Regions from separate parts of the Rattus norvegicus genome. Here region 1 is linked to region 2. The links are chromatin contacts, called in public Hi-C maps. All regions are on one chromosome and are shown on one strand. The core of a region is the stretch at or near the end of the contact, and the rest is flanking DNA. Distances in the headings are between cores, read along the strand shown.

The links. Hi-C and Micro-C count contacts between places; a contact is called where the count stands out from the background.
Region 1: a contact with region 2 is called in a Hi-C map of liver, with 2.6 times the contacts expected there. The contact joins the enhancer-like site here to the promoter of Samhd1 in region 2. A contact is called at or near these places in 2 of 12 Hi-C or Micro-C datasets (kidney and liver).

Annotation. Positions count from the first base shown.
Region 1 is chr3:166,247,955-166,250,741 of GRCr8, reverse strand. It overlaps Rbl1 (RB transcriptional corepressor like 1), which reads left to right. Exons shown (of 22, transcript NM_001191066.2): 16 at 97-308. Among named protein-coding and RNA genes, the nearest start is that of Samhd1, 35 kb to the right of the region's middle. Within about 2 kb of position 1,366, at least 2 of the 93 cell types and tissues checked have an H3K27ac peak or open chromatin away from gene starts, as enhancers often do. A contact at or near this core is called in liver, where this site is marked.
Region 2 is chr3:166,213,129-166,215,828 of GRCr8, reverse strand. Samhd1 (SAM and HD domain containing deoxynucleoside triphosphate triphosphohydrolase 1) reads left to right here and starts at 1,419. Exons shown (of 16, transcript NM_001191743.1): 1 at 1,419-1,713. The coding sequence starts at 1,509.

The DNA of each region.
Region 1 (2,787 bases), core at 117-2,616, 35 kb before region 2:
TACATTTCACTTGCTTCTTCATACATATACATTGACAGCTTTGCTGTGAACTTTCAGCTTGTGTCTCCAACTGAGAACTCTTGCTTGTGCACTCAGGTATTGCCAATGATGCTGGAGAAATCACACTGGTTCCTATTTCCATGAATACAACTCAGGACTCCACAGCTGAGAGCCTTGTATCACTAACTGCACAGTCATTAATTGGTGCTTCTCCAAAACAGACCCATCTGACTAAAACGCAAGACGCTCCTCTGACCGGAATAAGCAAACCAAAGAGAACTGGGTCCTTAGCACTGTTTTATAGAAAGGTACGTGTTTCCATAGCAGCTGAACAGCGCTCATTCAGCAAAGACTGCATACTAAGCAGTGCTGATCTCTCTTTTTAAATAAAATACACATATTATAAAATTTGTGGGCTGGAGAGATGGCTCAGTGGTTAAGAGCACTGTCTGCTCTTCCAGAGGTCCTGAGTTCAATTCCCAGCAACCACATGGTGGCTTACAACCATCTATAATCAGGTCTGGTGCCCTCTTCTGGCCAGCAGGCGCATACATGCAGGCAGAAAGCTGTATGATTTATATATACATAATAAATAATTTAAAAAAAAATTTGCTACTTTAATTTTTAGGCATACAGTTTGGTGCTAGATACTCAAATCGTTGTGTGACCTTTGCTACTTTTTCATCTTCCCACTCTGAAGCTGCTCTTTACTCATTAAAGTAGAAGCCACCATTTCTCCCTGCTCCCCTGAGATTGCCATGCTGTTTTTTGTCTGTATGAATGTGACTACCTTTGAAAAGCTGCTGTATCCCAGTGAAATGACACACTGGTGTATCTCTCATTGACTGGCTTATTCGTTGGGTACATCTTCCACATTCATCTGTGTGATAACATGTGTGGGGATTTCTTTCTATTTCAAAGCCGAGTAATGTTCTCTATACATAGATGCTACATTTTGTGTATCTATTTGTCTGTTGGTGGACGTTTGGGTCGTTACCACTTTTGGTGTGAGTAGCGCTGCTATGAATATTGGCTCTGTTGTCTCTGCTTTCAGTTTAAGTGTATTCCTAGAAGTGAGATAGTAATCAGTGTCTAGGGTGTCAAGGTTGGGGCTAGAGGTCAGCTTTGGCTGTCATTCTTTTTGTACCACCCACTGTTTTTAAGAGAATTCACTAGGTAAGCTAGGCTGGCTGGCAAGCAAGTCCCAGGAACTCCCATGTGTCTGCATCTCCACAGCACTGGAAATCCAGTGTGTACCACCATGCCCTGCTTCTGTGAGTGAGTTCTGGGCATTGAACCCCAGTTCGCATGCTAGTACAGCAAGCACTCAAGTGCCTGAACTGTTGTGTCTCCCCAACCTCAGTATGTGTTTAAGGAACTGCCATTGTGTTCTGCATGACTGCACAGTTTCACATCCTATGGCAGTGTCCCTCTTCTCCATCAACAATGACAGTGTCCCCTTCTCTATGAACAGTGACAGTGTCCCCTTCTCTATCAACAGTGACAGTGTCCCCTTCTCCTTCTCAACAGTGACAGTGTCCCCTTCTCTATCAACAGTGACAGTGTCCCCCTTCTCCTTCTCAACAGTGACAGTGTCCCCTTCTCCTTCTCATCAGTGACAGTGTCCCCCTTCTCCTTCTCAACAGTGACAGTGTCCCCCTTCTCCTTCTCAACAGTGACAGTGTCCCCCTTCTCCTTCTCAACAGTGACAGTGTCCCCTTCTCCTTCTCAATAGTGACAGTGTCCCCTTCTCCTTCTCAACAGTGACAGTGACCCCTTCTCCTTCTCAACAGTGACAGTGTCCTCTTCTCTATCATCAACAGTGACTTGCTGAGATTTCGGGGGGTTGGTGGGGAGGAATACAAGAACTGTATTCAAAGTGCAATGAGACCTGTTAAAAGCTTAAAAGAAAGGGGAAACTAAGACACCTTGCTCAAGCTCAGGATCAGGAACTTAACGGGTCTCATATATTTTGTAATGAAAAAGCTGTTTGACTTCCTGCTGTTAGACTTTCTCAGTGGTGTCACTGGGCTCAACCTCCAAGGCAATGATGGTGATGGCCTTACACAAAGATCTGCATTGTCAGTGGTGGAGGCAGCAGCCTCATGGAAGAGCAGCAGTGGGACTCACCTCTTTTTGTTTTTGTAGCCCGGGCTACAAAGGGTTGAACCAGGGTGTGTGCGCACACGTGTGTGTGTGTGTGTGTGTGTGTGTGTGTGTGTGTGTGTGTGGTGTGTGTGGTGTGTGTGTGTGTGTGTGTGTGTGTGTGTGTGTGTGTGTGTTTTATGGGTATTTTGCCTGTGTATATGTTTGTTGCACTATATTTTTACACTGTTCCCAGAGGCCAGAAAACAAGTCAGATACCCTTGTTTTTTTGTTTTGTTTTTTTTTTTTTTAAACATTTGTTTATTATGAATACGTCTTACAGCTTTCTGCCTGCATGTACGCCTGCAGGCCAGAAGAGGGCACCAGACTTCAACTCAGATGGTTGTGAGCCACCATGTGGTTGTTGGGAATTGAACTCAGGACCTCTGGGAGAGCAGTCAGTGCTCTTAACCTCTGAGCCATCTCTCCAGCCCCAGATACCCTTGTTAATGGAGTTGCAAGCCCTGGTTGTTGTTAGCTACCATGTGGTGCTAGGATTTGAACACCTATCCTCTGGAAGACCAGATAATGAGCCATTGCTCTTGCTTAGATTTTAGTTTTTCTATGTTTATTAAGTCTACATATCTTTTCGTAAATGTCTAGTCCAGTTCTTTGCCTCCTTTTAGTTGGATTTTTGTGATT
Region 2 (2,700 bases), core at 170-2,669:
GAGAAGAGCAAGAGAGCAAGAGAGTGAGGAGGGGGCAAGCAGCCCCTTTGCCAGGTAACTGTGGGTGGGGTGGAGCTTAGACAGAATGCTAACAAGCTGCTCTCCAGGAATCCTCCAGGACTCCACTGCCAGACCAGGATTGCTATGACAACCAGACAATGACCACAGTCTTGGCCTTTTCCGGAGTCTATCAGCCATTGTTGGACTACACGAACTAAATCCTGTAAACAAGTCTAATAAACTCTCCTTAAACACTCACATAACTATTTATTCTAACACTTCTGTTCCTTTAGAGAGTACTGACTTATGCCACAAGTGATTTATTAAGATTTATTAAGAGCGTTTAGAAGCAGGTTCAGTCTCTGTCACTTCTTAGCTCTTTCTCCCTCTCTCCCTCCCTCCCACCTTTAATACTTCACTTTTCTACGTCTGAAATTTGTTAAATGAATATTTGTAAAGCCTTTAGAACAGGGCCCTGTTCACAACAGCACTGTTTTGCTAAGAATCCTTTAATTCATCAGATTTCTAGTTTCCTTTTTCTTTTTTTTTTTTTTTTTTGTGCTGGGTATTGAACATCCGGCCTCAAGCTTGTTTTTTTTTTATACCTGAGCATCACTTACAGCTGTTGGGCTCACCACGAAGCATCTAATTTGTACTGCTTGATGATCTAGATGTGTATGTGTCTTGGTTTCTGAAAAGGTGTAAATTAGTGGTCGGTTTACTAGTATGGATAAGGATTGATGGGGAAGTTTGGGTTCTGTCTCAAAATGGCTTAAAGTCCGAGGGGGGAAAAAAAAAAAAAGCCGGCCACTTTGACACTGGCTAGTAATTAGTAAAAATCCTGTCTATTTGGAAATGAGTTTGGTATCTTAGGGTGGTCCCCTGCCAACTAACTGAATTTGTGAAATGTAAAAGGACAGTCTGACAACCAACCAGGCAATCATTTCAGGGTCTTCCAGATAGGCCAATCGCTTGTCCATTGTTTTCTACTCTAGGATGGGGCTGGCAGCTTCCTTGCCTTTTAGGGTTTTTTCGTTTTGTTTTCTTTTGTTTTGAACAAGTTGACAGCTTGGAGTGTTTGAAACCCGGCAAAACGTTTTTTGTTTCGAGAAAGATAACTGTAGTTCACCAGAAGACCCTTCTAATCTGGAGTGTGGTGGAAGCTTCATTATCCTCACATGTCCTCTTCACCCTGGCCCGGTCCTCACTGAAGTCTCCACCCTTAACCACAGCCCCAAGTTTTGCTTCTCTAATAACTCCGCCCTTTCGGAGAAACATAAGGGCGGAGTTGAGGACGAGCACCTAGTCATTGCGCTTGCGCAATGGACCAGGCCCTAGTGCCCCAGGGAGGCCACGCTCCCCGGCTGATGTCCAGCGCGCCTGCGCAGTAGGCCCAGAGGCTTATAAAACTGAATGGACTCGCCTTCGGGGCTGCAGAGTCAGTGCGGCTGCGCGCCAAGCGGGTGCCGCGGTACTTGACTTAGCAGCGCCGGGTGTCGGAGGTAGCCATGCAGAGACCAGACTCGGAGCAACCTGCTAAGCGGTCCCGCTGCGATGGCAGCCCAAGGACGCCACCGAGCACCCGTCCTGCAGCAGCGAACGAGTCTGCAGATCCCGAAAGCAGCGACCTCCGAACCTGGGGTCCCGAGGACGTGTGCTCCTTCTTAGAGAAACGTGGTTTCCGAGAGAAAAAAGTGCTGGACATCTTCAGAGGTAGTGGGGCTGAGGGGACGAGGGATGACGACCGAAGGGCCGAGCCGGGAGGCCCCAGGCGGGAGGCATCCTAAGGGGGAAGCTCGCTGAATGGAGGTCCTCTGGGGGAAGCGGCTGGCTGGCGGGAACCCGAACCAGGGGTGGGAGGCGCCCCAATGGGAGGCGAACAGACGGACTGCCAGAGGTGGGCACAGGTGAAATGCAAACTCATGTGCTCGCTCTTGGGGCGGAGAACCTAGGAGAGGCCCTGGGGAGTTTGCATCTTCTTCTGGTGCACGAGTCTCTTCGGGAACTTGTCACTTCTTCTCCTGACAGGAGCGATCCCTGCCCTTCTTAGAAGATTTTACCCCAGACCTCCGGCTGTGGCTTGCGGTCTTTAAGGCTCACCTGGCCTAAGAGACCCTTCTGTGCTAACCGCAGCTCCCGGAACTCTTGGCCCCATGAGAGACTTTGGGTGCTTTTAAGTTTAACTCTTAAGCTGGTCCCGGAATTTGGGGTTTTCCTAAAAGGGGAGGGAAGGTAGTTAATCTCCGGATTCTTACTACCATAATATCCGAGTAGGGTTCGGTATGTGCTGATTGTATTTGCAGAGTGCTGCTACTGAGCGAATGTCTCTTACAAAATAAGAACAAGTTATTCAGTTGACCACTGAAACCCCAACATTCCACAACTTGGCCACTCAAAAGGGAGGGTATAGGCTAAGAATTTTAAGTGACTCTTCTGATTCTGGATCATGCATCCCTCAGCACTTTGAATCTGCTCAACTCTTTTTGCCGTGGATGTGAAGCTTAACCCCTTGCATGATCCCCAGAGGTGTTCGCTTGGAAAGTGGCCCCTCAGCGGTTGTGATTTTCAAATTCAGTTGAAGGACTGAGTGTGAAGTTTAAAGTGCCGGTTGTTAAGATAGCTTAAGTGTAGGAACTCACATTTCGCTTTTTCTCTTCCCCACTTCTCCCTGTACAGAAAAGTAACTTGGAGGGTGGGGGT